Regions from separate parts of the Zea mays genome. Here all the other regions are linked to region 1. A link is a contact called in public Hi-C data. All regions are on one chromosome and are shown on one strand. Each heading gives the region's core, a stretch centred on a gene start, on an enhancer-like site or on the middle of the called end of the contact. The rest is flanking DNA. Distances are from core to core; before and after follow the strand shown. Region 1 holds the start of LOC107548105. Region 2 holds the start of LOC100281098 (kelch motif family protein). Region 3 holds the start of LOC100284142.

Region 1 (4,199 bases), core at 646-3,145:
TTCTGACAGTAACGCGGAAGCTGATATTCTGCGTCCACTACCGACTTGCTTGGTGCACAATGCAAGTAGCTGAATACAACGTCCATTCCCTTGTAGTAGCAGCTGCCGTATAGCAGCCAGCAGGAGTGAGTCTGAAGCAGGTCTATCACGGGACCCCTACATTAGGATCTTAATCAAATATACTTACGAGTCCATCATTTTGGGTAATAGCTGAATCTGGTCGCCAACAGACACGGGAAAGTATAGTTTTCTTTTTCTCTACGAATATTGACCTGCTATCAGCCCACATTCAAATGGTCAGTGCCAAGAACAACGATGCTGCAAGTAATTGAATAAATTCTGCTGCCTGGCCTGGGCAATGGGCGGCACCTGATCGGCCAGCAATAAAACGCGCGACCATCATCTCAGGCCTGGAGCAATGGCCCCCCCGCTCCTGTAAAACAGCGGAGTACGTCGGCCTGAATTCGTACACTTGTCATTGCTGGCTGGAATTCAGGGAAATCATCGGGGGGCTCAGGCGGAGGAGGCAGCGGGATTTAAAGCGAGAGATATGACTCGTCAGCGAGGTAGGGAGAGGAGAGACCCCCCACACGCCGCACAGGATCATTCAATGCCCCGCTGAACATGACAGACATGTTTTCATCAGTTCTTGTCTCTGATTCTGACAGTGACAGGAACGGATTGGTATACATAAACACAAGTTAAAATTATTTTTTATTCAGAGATGCGGACCATTCATACGGAGTACTGCTACCAAAAAAGGCACAAGGAACTGGGAAAAAAAATCACACAGAGATCAATCACCCTAGAGGCTTGGATCGCAGCCTAGCTAGCATTGATGAAGAAGGCAAGGCAAAGCCCAGAGGAAGCCGTCTCGTCTGCCGGTTTGTTGCCGCGTCGCCGTCGCTGCGTCGTTGCAGCGGCCGCCCCATCAAATGCGTCTCAGCACTTCAGCAGAGTGCCAAGGATCCGAGTCCGACCGATCAGTTCCCCCCCGCGTGCGTTTGCGTTTGCTTGCACGGGTTGCCGAGTCGCCGTCGCGTCCCGCCGCCGCCGCCGGTGCAGCCGAAAGCGCCTCGCCCCACCACCGATGCTTGCGGCCGCCGGCTAACGGCAACTGCACGTACCCATCGACTGGCGCGAGGCGCCATGCAAGAACATGGCCATGGGCCATGGCCCGTTCCCATCGAGGCCCAGGGGCCGAGCGAGACGAGACGGCCACGTCAACGGAACCGAATTCCCCCCTGTCCCCAGAACGGAAAGCTCCCCCCGCTAACCTCGGCCTCAGATCAAACGTGCGCGCTACTCCACCACCGCAAATGTTATGTAAGCGCTCACAGTCTGACGGAACGTTCTGCTTGGAACGGAGCGGAGCGGAACAACTTCCACAGCACAGCGAACGCGCGGTTCAGTTCTGCTGGTAAGAATTTCGTCAGGCGGCACAGGCTCAGGCGTCCTCAGCTGCAGCAGTGATTCGTCGATGGAACGTAACGATGCAGGGTTAGCTGGGCGCCCGGCGGTCGCTGAGCTCAGCTCAGCTGCCACGCACGCCGCCACCAACAACGCCACCACCACCGGTCCACCGGCGTGCGTGAGCGCGCGAGATTTTGACCGCTCCCCCAACCTCTCCACGCCCGTTTCGTTTCCTTCCTCCCTTCCCTTGGACGCTTACACGCTGCCCCTGCCTTTCGCGGCACTCCACACGCGCGCCACGGCCGAGCGCTCCCAGCCTCCCACTGAGACGCGGACCCTACCGGCGTGGGGGCCCCGCGTGTCAGTCAAGCCTACCGTTAGGCGACTCGTACGTCCTCCATCGAGGCGGGCTGCCGAGCTGCGTCTACGTCTCCGTCTGCGTGCGCGTCCGTGTCCTCCTCCGCCCCTCCGCTTAGTTATAACGAGAAGAAGCAACAGCTGAGCTGCCTCGAGCAGCAGCAACAAACACGCGCGGCACGGCACGGCAGCCTGACTCGGAAGCTACACGCAGGCCGGCCGTAGCGAGATGAAGTCGAGGGTGGCGCTGGAGCCGCTGGCGGAGGAGCCCGGCTGCGGGGAGGAGGACGCGGCGCGCCGGCGCTCGGGCCTCCACGCGGCGCTGCACCGGTGGGCGCGCCTCCTCTCCGGTGGCGTGGCAGGGGACGACGCCCGACCGGCCGCCGACCTGCGCGTGCTCCTCTCCGTGCTCGCCTGCCCGCTCTCCCCCGTGCCCCTCCTCCCGCGCCTTCCACGCCACGTACGTACGTGCGCGCGCCGCAGCCGCAGCCGCAGCCGCCGCGCCAACACTCTAAAACCTTCCTCCTCCGGGTCCCTCCCGCACCCCACCATATATGCGGGCGTTTGCTTCGCTTAGAATGACGGCACGCCGTACGTGCAGGTCGCGTCGTCGGCGCAGTACATCATCGAGCAGTTCAGGGCCACGACGGGGTGCGGGAAGCTGGAGGACGGCGCCGTCAAGAGCATGTACGCGTCCGGCCGGGTGCGCCTCTCCATGCTGCAGGAGCCCGGCGGTGGGGGAGGCGGCGGGCGCGGCCACGAGGGGAGCTTCGTGCTGTGGCAGCTCGCGCCCAGCATGTGGCTCGTCGAGATGTCCGTGGCCGGGCAGAGCGTCGCCGCGGGCAGCGACGGCCGCGTCGCCTGGCGCCGCACGCCCTGGCTCGGCGCCCACGCCGCGCGCGGCGGCTCCCGCCCGCTCCGACGCGCGCTCCAGGTTGGCACGCCCGCTCCCCCCCACTCTCACTGCCACTTGTTTGTTTTTGCATCGTGATGCCATGTTCCTTTGTTTTCCCCCCATCCGTGCGCCTTTTTCACCCCCGCCGCCTCGTCGCTTTGCCGATCGCCATGGCATGCCTCGCATGCACAGCGTTACTGCTGCTGCTGCTGTGCCTATGACAGGCGGGCTCCACTTGCGCCATTGCTAGCTTTCCCTCTGCTTTCGCATGCCAATCCATCGAATAGCCTCCTGCTTTTGCGCACGCCCTTTCGCTTTGCAGTCCATGAGAGAGAGAGGGAGAGAGAAAAGAAGAGTAGAAGATCCCTTAAAACAACTCGATGCGAATGCGAACGCGATGAAGAATCTTTGTTAAGCAAAAAAGCGCTTGGATGTGCATGGCCTCTGCACTGCACAGTTGTTATCTTGGGATCTGCAGCGCATGCCACACTGTTGATGTCATGATTGCCTGACGGCTCATTGCTCTGCTCTCATTTGAGCTCTGCAGGAGAGTCCCAGGTCCTAACTGGCTTTGTTTGACCTACATTAGCGGCAGTAGGTGGCGTGAGATTAGGCTGCCTTTATTTTTTGCATCCATCACATGGTGCTAGAATAAGAATATCTCTGTCTGTGGGCTGCTCTTTTTATAAAGAGCTTCATCAGATCAGTGTGAGATGTCTGAATGTTTGTTGGTTGGTTTCATCACTCAGGCCTCCGGGCCTCAGTTCATCATTATCTCAGATTGGATGCTTTTGTTTACGCTTATCCCGATCAACTTGGCAAGTGGAGCCCTTGTTGTTGTATATAGGTTCATCCTGCGCCTACACCATCAGTACACATATGTTAGTGTGATTCTGAGAGTTGACGAAAATACTTTTATGTTTTGGCTGATGAAAAGCTTGGCATGGGGAATATACAAGTCCCCTGCCTACGAAATTGCATTACTATGTTTAATCTTGGGAATGTCATGAACAGTGCTCCTAATCCTATGAAAGGAAATAAATTATAGGCTTGTTTGCTTGGGTCGTTAATCCGGCTGTGGCTGCGGCTGCGGTTTATATAGTATATTGTCTTTATAGATTGCAGCTGCAGCAGTCCGAACTAGCGGCTGCTGCCGGAGAGCAGCCTGAACAAGCTGTAAGACTCTGTAATGCTGCTGTCAGTAGGTGTCTTTCGGCAAAGCTATAGCAGTAGGAAAATTGGGGGCCGATGTCATGCTCTGATCCTCAAGATCTTCATGCTCACTGGATCAGACGTTTTTAATTCTTCGGAGCAGGTTATATCTGACTGGCCTACACTCTAGTTTATTGTCCGAGTCGGGGGTTTTTTTAGGACACACTATTTGGCCAATTTAATAATGAGTACAGCTCAAGTGAGCATATGACTTTTGGTGGGCTACTCTGATGAAGCACAGGCACATAATACAGTTTTGGTCATTTACTTCTTGATGAGTAGTACCATTAAGTTTCGCTAGGTCCCTTCAGAAATGGATAAC
Region 2 (4,199 bases), core at 616-3,115, 250 kb after region 1:
GCAAGCAAAGTTACAGAAGCTTAGAAGAAATACCTAAATTGCTACCACAACTACGTGAACATCATGCCATTATATGCATGCACTCAGTTTATAAGCCAATGGTTGAGCAGGATGAAATGGATTGAAACGGGAGGAAAGCCTTAAATTACATTATTTATCCTATATTCCTATTGTTAGTGTTACATTCTACAAGGAACCAGATTAAAATGAAAGCACTGAATCTATCGATCAAAATGAAAGCGACAAGACTGAAAGATTCAAAGTTCAACTCCTTAATCATAACATCATTGATACATAGTACGACAATAAGGGCCAACCAAAATGGAGCATCACAATAAACATTAAACAATGTTCTTCATTCGATGCAATGGCAAACATTATACTACTAGTTCAACAGCATTTGGAACAATCAATATAGGTACCTCCTACACCTAGAGTGAAACTGTGAAAAATACCCAGCCATCAGTGAGAGGTAAACTGCCAGCACAGCTTACCTGAACGTTGCTTTCCTCCATCAATATCTCCTTGGCCTTCTCGCACAGGGCCTTAACCTGAAATATGTGGGAGTCATTATGCCGATTCCAATAATGTTAGTCCTGCACATCTATGCACCAAGTATCCCTTCTTTTGGCCAAGCGGAAACATAGCACGCAACCACCAAATAAGCATTGTTTTCAAGTCTGGCTGGCCGATTTGGATGATTAATCATTTAATCGTGATTAATCACTATTAGTCGCACAACTTGGGCGATTAATCGCGATTGGTTTGGGTCCAAACCGACTTGAACGATTAATCGTGATTAGTTGGACGACTTGAAAACAGAGCAAATAAGTGTTTGTACTATCACACCCTAAATATTTGTCTGAGTTTGATTAAATTGGAAGATCACAATAGATGCAGCTTTCCATTTTTGTGCTACTTTTCTGCGAGAACAAAAGGAGATCTATTAACACGAATCAAATCTGAATCACAACATTCGGAATGATTCGAAGCTGCACTCTCTAGGCACAAACTACACACTAGACCATCACTCTATGCCAACGAATCACCAGATACCAAAAGAGGTTCAAATATCCCCCAAACCACCGGAACACCGGATCACACTTCCAACCAAACAGTGCACCGAAGAGAAGGCGAGAAACCCTAAGCGTGCCCTTGCAACAGATCAAAGGCAGTCTTATCATTCGGCAGATCACACCGCGAAATACAAACCAGCGAACTGGAAACCCGAATGGAACGGGGGTATAGCTGGACTGGATCTCACCTCCTGCTCGGCGAGCGGGCGGCACTGCATCAGCTGCTCGATCTGCGCGTCAAGGCCGCCGCAGCCGCCGTTGTCTACGTTCATGGGATCCATACCGCGGCCGCGTCTTCGATACGAGAAACCAGCTCGAGCTCGAGCTCAAGCTCGTCGCCGGCGGCGAGGCGGCGAGAGAGCGCGCGCGGGGCACTAGACTGACAGAGTGGGGAAGGAAATCGGGGAGGGGGGATCCGAGAAAGAGGCTGGAGAGATTGATCGGGAAGCCCGCTCGCCAGGTGGGCCTCCCTGCTCCACATATGGGCCCGCTCGCTCCATGCCGCGTGCGCCGTGGCAAGTGGTTCGGAGTTGGTCGGTGTATGGGTCCACGCTGTCAGTGGGCCAGATCATTGTGGGCAACGTGGAGCGAGGACCGAAAGATGAAGGTCACCCGGGGCCCACAGGACCCCACCTGTCAGGGCGTTGTGTCGTGAGTTAGAATGGGTCACTGACTTGGTGGTCCCGTCTTTCATGGGGCCATCTTTCAGTCACATCTTGTGCCGAGAGGACTCCGGTAACGGGCCCACGAGTCGGAGGTGAAGTTCATCTGCGGTCTGCCGACCAAATTGAGCTTGCGACTGCAAACCAATCCCTAGTGCCTAGTCGCCTGATCTGGGGAGAACGCATCTGAGACTGATTTTCGAGTCAAAGCTACTGCTCGTTTGAAGGGGAGCCACCTGTGCGGTTGCGCTCCTCTTTGCTCGTTGGGTTTTGGTTCAAGAGGGGGAAACCTTCGTGGAGACTGAAGAGGAAGGCCAAGTTCGAGGGTGTTCCTCGTCCACTCTTCTCGATCCGCAATGCGTGCGGCCGCCGGAGACGCCCCGCCGCGGCGTGCGGGGGGTATCCGCGTCCGTGTCCCACTGGTGAGCTCGGCTCCACTCCCACCTTTCTTGGCCTCGATTAGCACGCGCGCCTCCTAGCTGCGAGAGATGTAGGTTAGCTCACAGATGGTGGTTCCTGTGCCAAACGCGCCACCTTTCACTTGAGGCCTAGACCTTTCTTCTTGAATCTGGCGTTCTTGTGCGTAAGGCTTGGAGGATTACGAGCTTTGGGGATTGTTGGAACTTGGATGTCTCGGTTTGGGTCCTTTAGGGCTTGGTTTGGGAGTCTAGATCCAGTTGTCCATGGAACGCATCTTCTAGCGGTTAGTTTCCTTACTGTTTTTGCCTTGAGTATTGTTAGCTGCGGCGTGGATATGCCACTTTATTGTTAAGGAACCAAATGAGTATCACTATAACATCTACTGCATTTTATATTGGCCCCACTTGCCACGAAGTCGTCCTCAGTTTAGTAACAACGGACTGAACTTAGAAAATTTCTAGCTACTAGCTAAGATAGTCTCATTGCCCTATCTATACTCTAGACTGCTCATGAGCCACAGGTCTTAAATCTTTAGTTAAAAATGATGTCTATAAAAAAGTGGCAGACCCAATGCCGGAGGTCTGCAGAAGGGATAAACCGAGGCAAACCTTCTCTCATAAATTGCGAAGATATTGCTTTGAATCTGTGATCTGATGCAATGAGACAGCTCTCACCACTACACTAGGTCTGCCCTTCTTTAGGAAATAGGAATCATGTCTTCACATGGAGTTTTTAAGGACAGAAGACATTTCATATACGATTGAAATTATAAATGGTAACAATTATATGGACTCGCAAGTCGCGGCGGTGGCGGCACGCAGGGAGAAGAGAGATGTGGGGAGGGAGAAGGAGAGCTGGGGGGGGAAGGAGAAGGAGAACCAGGTGGCTGAGGGGATCGTACGGCTGAGAGGGAAGTTGCAGTGGCTATCTAGATGGAGGCTGAGGGAGGTATGACCTAACCCTAAAATTGTTGGGCTGTGGTGGGCCAATTAGTTGTGGGCTTCTTTATTTTTCTTTTTTCCTTTTCATATGTTTTCTCTTCTACTAGGCTGAAATGGGCCTACTAGGCCTTAGGTGCTCGCCTTAACGCTTTAATAACTATGGTCCGGAACTGAAGCTGAACCCCCTGAATCAAATCCCAGATTTTGAAATACTCACTGCTGAATGATCTGTTCCCTCGATTTTGTATGTTGAAACTCCCAAGATAGATAGTTTCAAGCATGGTTAGTTTTCTAGCACTAACTGTCTGAATCTCATCTGCATAACATCTTACTAGTAGGTGGACAAGAATTTGTTTCATTGGTAATTTCATGCCCAGCTAAAAGTATGGTTTTTTTATTTTTATCTCCTTTTTCCATGTTCAGGTGAATATTAGCGTTCTAACTTGGTAAATCAATAACTGCAGGTAGAGTCTGTCTCCTGCCACTGCAGGGTAGATGGAGGTCTTAAAACCGTTGTAAGTGCTAGGAAGTTTGTCCCCGGTGCAAAGCTGTGCATGCAACCTGATATCATACCAAACAAGCGCAAGTCAAGGAGCTCACGCAAGGAGAGATCCAAAACTCAATCACCACTGCTGCCTGGGCTTCCTGATGAACTGGCTATTTCCTGTCTCATGCGGGCTGCTCGGATCGAACACCCAAATATGCGGTTAGTCTGTAAACGATGGAACCGACTTTTGTCTGGAAATTATTATTACTCCTTGCGTAAGAAATTCGGCATGGCAGAAGAATGGATCTATGTCTTCAAAAGGGACCGTGATCAGAAGCTATCTTGGTATGCGTTTGATCCTGTAAACCAGCTCTGGAAGTCATTGCCTCCAGTTCCACCAGAGTATTCTGAAGCTGTTGGTTTTGGTAGTGCTGTTCTCAACGGATGCTATCTGTACTTATTTGGCGGCAAAGACCCAGTACATGGATCTATGAGGCGCGTTGTATTTTACAATGCTCGGATAAACAAATGGCTACGAGCTCCAGATATGCTGCAAAAACGGCACTTCTTTGGTTCTTGTGTCATAAACAACTGCCTTTATGTTGCTGGTGGA
Region 3 (4,199 bases), core at 1,018-3,517, 220 kb after region 1:
GAGAGAGATATATGTTTTATGGACAAATTTGTAGTTGAAACCTTTTCCATTTGAATTAACTTACTGTTTTAAATGTGATTTTTAAAGTGTTGAAAAAAATACTCGGCAAAAAACTCTTTGTCGAGTGTTAAAAAACGCTCAGCAAAGAGTTGCTTTGTCGAGTGTTTTTTTACCGAGGGTTTTTTGCTTGACACTCGGCAAAGAGCTTCTTTGTCGAGTGCCCGAAAAGAGACGAATTCTGATAGTAGATGCAGTCAATAATAATAATAATAATAATAACAACAACAACAACAACAACAACAACAACAATAACAATAACAACAATAAATATCAATACTGACTGATAGCCCTATAAAGTTATGGAGTAAATTCGAGAAGTCGGGTATGCGCAGATGAAGCCATGCACTCATACTACTTCAATGGAATTTTGGTAGTATATAGATGTGAACATTTGAGGGCAATTTTGTATCCATTTTTTTGTTAAAGAGAGCTAAAAGATTCCAAAATAAACTCTCTTGTGTAACCCGATGAGATATGCGAAATACTTAAAAACTACAAAAAAAAATCCGTATTGGCCCAGAAACAACAAATATACCTCTAAGTACAACATTATTTTTTTGCTGAACATTGTAGTAACATGAAATCAAAGTTGTACTTCGGTCAAAGTAGTAACATGAAAAAATGCTTACACTTGACATGAACACTCAGAAGCATTTTTTAGTAATATCACCAACATACAACCTAGTTTATTTTTTATCGAATAGGAGTTCTAGGTTAGTTAGATGGTCAAACACTACTTGTTTGCACCATAACTTGTCTTGTCTTTTAATCATTTGAAGCATTATGCGCATTTGATTAGCCCATATAGGCGCCACACGCAAGCCGTCATGTAGGATGTCACATTGACACGACAAGACCTCGACGACATGGTCCACAACATAAAGACGTATTATTCAGTGTCCACTCCAGATCTAGAAACAAAATTAAAATCTCATAAATCTAAATATCAATATTTCTTTAAAAAGAGTTTAAAAAAAGTTTGTCGTGTCTAGGGTACTCTCATAAATCTAAATATCAATATTTCTTTAAAAAGAGTGTAAAAAAAGTTGGTCGTGTCTAGTGTCCTATGTTCGGCTAGAGATGGCCAAACGGGCCGCCCGGCCCGGCCCGGCCCGGGCCCGGTGAAGCCCGGCCAAAAACCGGGCCGGGTCTGCTGTGCCATCGTGCCATGGAAGAGCCCAAAAACCGGAGTTACGGGCCCAAAAACCGGGCCCAAAAACCGGGCTTCGTGTCGGGCTTACGGGCCTCGTGCTTTTTGGCCATCTATATGTTCGGCCATGGAAGACGACGCCGGTATAGCTTGGGATTTGGGACTTCGCCGACGCCCGGCCAGAGTCAACCATGCCGACGGTGTCCCGCCACCGCGGGAAGACGCGCGCCCAAAGTCAACGATGCTGTCGGTGTGTCTTAATCCTCCGGTGGCGATGCTCCCTCCTCATCCGTGGGTCCGGCTTCGGCTCCGGCTCCGGCCCCGGCCCCCTCCGCTTCCTCGAGAGCACCTTCGGTGTCAACGTACTTCGCCAACGTCGCGAGCTTCTTCAACATACAGGGCGCCGGCCGGCGTCGAGAATATCCGGTGCTTAGGAGCCTGCGACTGCGAGCAATGGGGAGGATGCGGCGGGCGAGCAGCGGCAAGAGGAGGGAGGACATCATCGGGGCCAGCCGCGAGAGTATCCAATGCCCTCTATCGCCGCTCCGCTCCACAAAAAGCACCACTCACAAGGCGCCACGAAGCCACATAGATACAGATACGCCGTACGCGTCGTTTCCGATGCTTACTTTCATGTCATATACAATTTCTTATCCTTATATGTCGATAAATATAAAAAAATTGTATGTCCTAACCTGTACGACTTACGATACGAAAGAGTATAAAATTGTGTTCGAGAGATATAGAAGCAATATGATATTTATAACAATAAATAAAAAATATATATATACATATATTAGCAACCGCGGCTTTCATCTAACCTCCACGTGAAGCGGACGTTACCCCAAGTCTGGTTGGCTGGTTCCCGCCAGCCGCGGGCTCCACCAGTCGGCCGGTCGCGTTCGGGTAAGCGAGAGCGGGTAAGCCATGGCGGGCGGTGGCTAATGCATTAAGGTATTTTATTTATGTGACGTCACATGAAGACAAACAGATGACGTAGGCTGTAGACCCCACCCTTCGCACATTGATGCCTGCCGCCCCATTCTCCATCCCGGCCATTACTCGGCCACGACTTGCCGACTACGATGCCAGCGCCAAGCCTCCGCCGCCCAGCTAAAAATCCCCCAGGCGTTCCTGAGCACCCGTTTATCATCACATGACCGGAGTCGGCCAGAATTTGCCGTAGCTCTCGCCCCCGCTCGCCGTGCGCTTCTCGTCCCATTCCCCCGGGATCGTAGATTCTCGAGCTGAGCTGAGCTGAGCTGAGCTGAGCGATGGATCGCGAGCTCAGCCCCAGGGGCAATGCTCCAGGGAGAGGGAGCGGCGGCGCGTCGTCATCGAAGCACAAGAACGGCGGCGGCGGCAAGAAGCCGATCAAGGTGCTTTACATCGCCAACCCCATGCGCGTCCAGACCAGCGCCGAGGGTTTCCGCGCCCTCGTGCAGGAGCTCACCGGCCAACACGCCGATCCCTCCAAGTACAGCCCCGGCGACCTTGACTCCGGCGCTGCCGCACAGGGTCTGAGCCCCAGGGCCAGGGTCGCGGACGTTTCGTCGGAAACCATCGTCGCAAGCCACAGCCCTGGCAGTAAGGCCGCGCCGCACGGAGGGGACTACTACGACGTCGAGGAAGACGAAGATGACGTCTTCAGGTCGCCTCACATGCTGCTGGAGAACAATTATACGGTGTTCTCGCCGCCGACGCTACTATATGACCATCACCCGCACAGCAAGGTACCCCCATCGATCTTCCGTGCCGCTCTATATATGATTCCATTTTTATCTCTCATTATTAACCGTTTCACAAGTTGCAAGCAAATCTGTATAGTACGTTAGGTCAGACCCACCGCATCAACCCGCATTAACGGAAACCAGCCCACCACCGTATCAACCCGCATCAACGGAAACCGTATCAACGGAAAAAGAAGACAAGAAACATTTTCTTTCTTAGTTAGCTTAGGGCACCAATATATAGATGATTTATTTTACAAAATAATAATCTAAGTTTAAGTTAATATATCTACACTATAAAGCACCATTATTAGAAAAAAAATTATGTACACTATTTTTTGATTCTCGCACTGTCATATTCATGAGCTATAGTACACTTATGGAGTTACGTTAGTTTGTACATGTACACATAAGTTTAATTCTATACATTTTATCATTTCATTACTCACATGAGTTAATGATTGCTATTCTTGTTCTCTGATGACTATAATCTCATGTCTCTCTCACCTAGTTTTAGCAATACATATAGCACTTGTATTATTACAGAAAAGTGCAACATTATTGAAATTGTCACATATCATACCCTTTTTAAGTGTAGCTATCGTCCAAAAGAATTTGGGACCAACAACAAACAACGAACTAAATAATCGATAACAGTGCAAGGAGGTAAGGGTGTTGTAGCATCCCTAGCCTCCACGCTGGATTCGTCCTTACTAAACTAGGTCTATGAACCATAATGTCAAACAAATAAAAGCATAAATTGAAGAAGGAAGAGGAATGATGAACTAAACCTAATATGAATCAACAAAAAAATACTCTCCCTATTTTAATTTATAAGTTATTTTCAATGGAAAGCATCAAATTAACAAAAGACAATTGCATGAAGAAACGTCAAAGACATCAGATTATAGCCAATGGGGAACAAGAGCAGCAACCATTAGTTCATGTAAGTAATAAAATGACAATAAATAAAAGTAAACTTAAAAGGTGTGCATGTACAAACTAACGTGACTATGTGAGTATACAATAAATCATCAACAACTAGATATGGTAGTGTCGGGATCTCTAAATAGTGTACATATTTTTCCTAATAATGATAAACTAACTAGTTGTGCTTCATAACATATGGATGTTGGTTTAGACTAAGATTATTATTTTGTAAAACAAGTCACTTATATATTGGTATCATGAGCTAACTAAAAACAAAATAGTCTTCTTTTCCATTGATGCGGTGGGCCTGACCTGTTCTAGTGCTAATG

The links. Hi-C and Micro-C count contacts between places; a contact is called where the count stands out from the background.
Region 2: a Hi-C map of leaf shows a contact between it and region 1, with 8 times the contacts expected there. The contact joins the promoter of LOC100281098 here to the promoter of LOC107548105 in region 1. A contact is called at or near these places in 10 of 25 Hi-C or Micro-C datasets (bundle sheath, ear, endosperm and 4 more) and 1 of 3 datasets of contacts at active chromatin or transcription factors (leaf).
Region 3: a Hi-C map of ear shows a contact between it and region 1, with 2.3 times the contacts expected there. The contact joins the promoter of LOC100284142 here to the promoter of LOC107548105 in region 1. A contact is called at or near these places in 8 of 25 Hi-C or Micro-C datasets (ear, leaf, leaf mesophyll and 3 more) and 1 of 3 datasets of contacts at active chromatin or transcription factors (leaf).

Annotation. Positions count from the first base shown.
Region 1 is chr1:14,254,373-14,258,571 of Zm-B73-REFERENCE-NAM-5.0, forward strand. LOC107548105 reads left to right here and starts at 1,896. Exons shown (of 3, transcript NM_001323023.1): 1 at 1,896-2,230; 2 at 2,372-2,704. The coding sequence starts at 2,000.
Region 2 is chr1:14,505,194-14,509,392 of Zm-B73-REFERENCE-NAM-5.0, forward strand. It overlaps LOC100281098 (kelch motif family protein), which reads left to right and starts at 1,866. Exons shown (of 2, transcript NM_001154017.2): 1 at 1,866-2,160; 2 at 3,564-4,199. The coding sequence starts at 2,095. LOC100282834 (PP2Ac-5 - Phosphatase 2A isoform 5 belonging to family 2) reads right to left here and starts at 1,484. Exons shown (of 11, transcript NM_001155740.1): 1 at 1,265-1,484; 2 at 495-551. The coding sequence starts at 1,357.
Region 3 is chr1:14,478,182-14,482,380 of Zm-B73-REFERENCE-NAM-5.0, forward strand. It overlaps LOC100284142, which reads left to right and starts at 2,268. Exons shown (of 3, transcript NM_001370615.1): 1 at 2,268-2,943. The coding sequence starts at 2,485.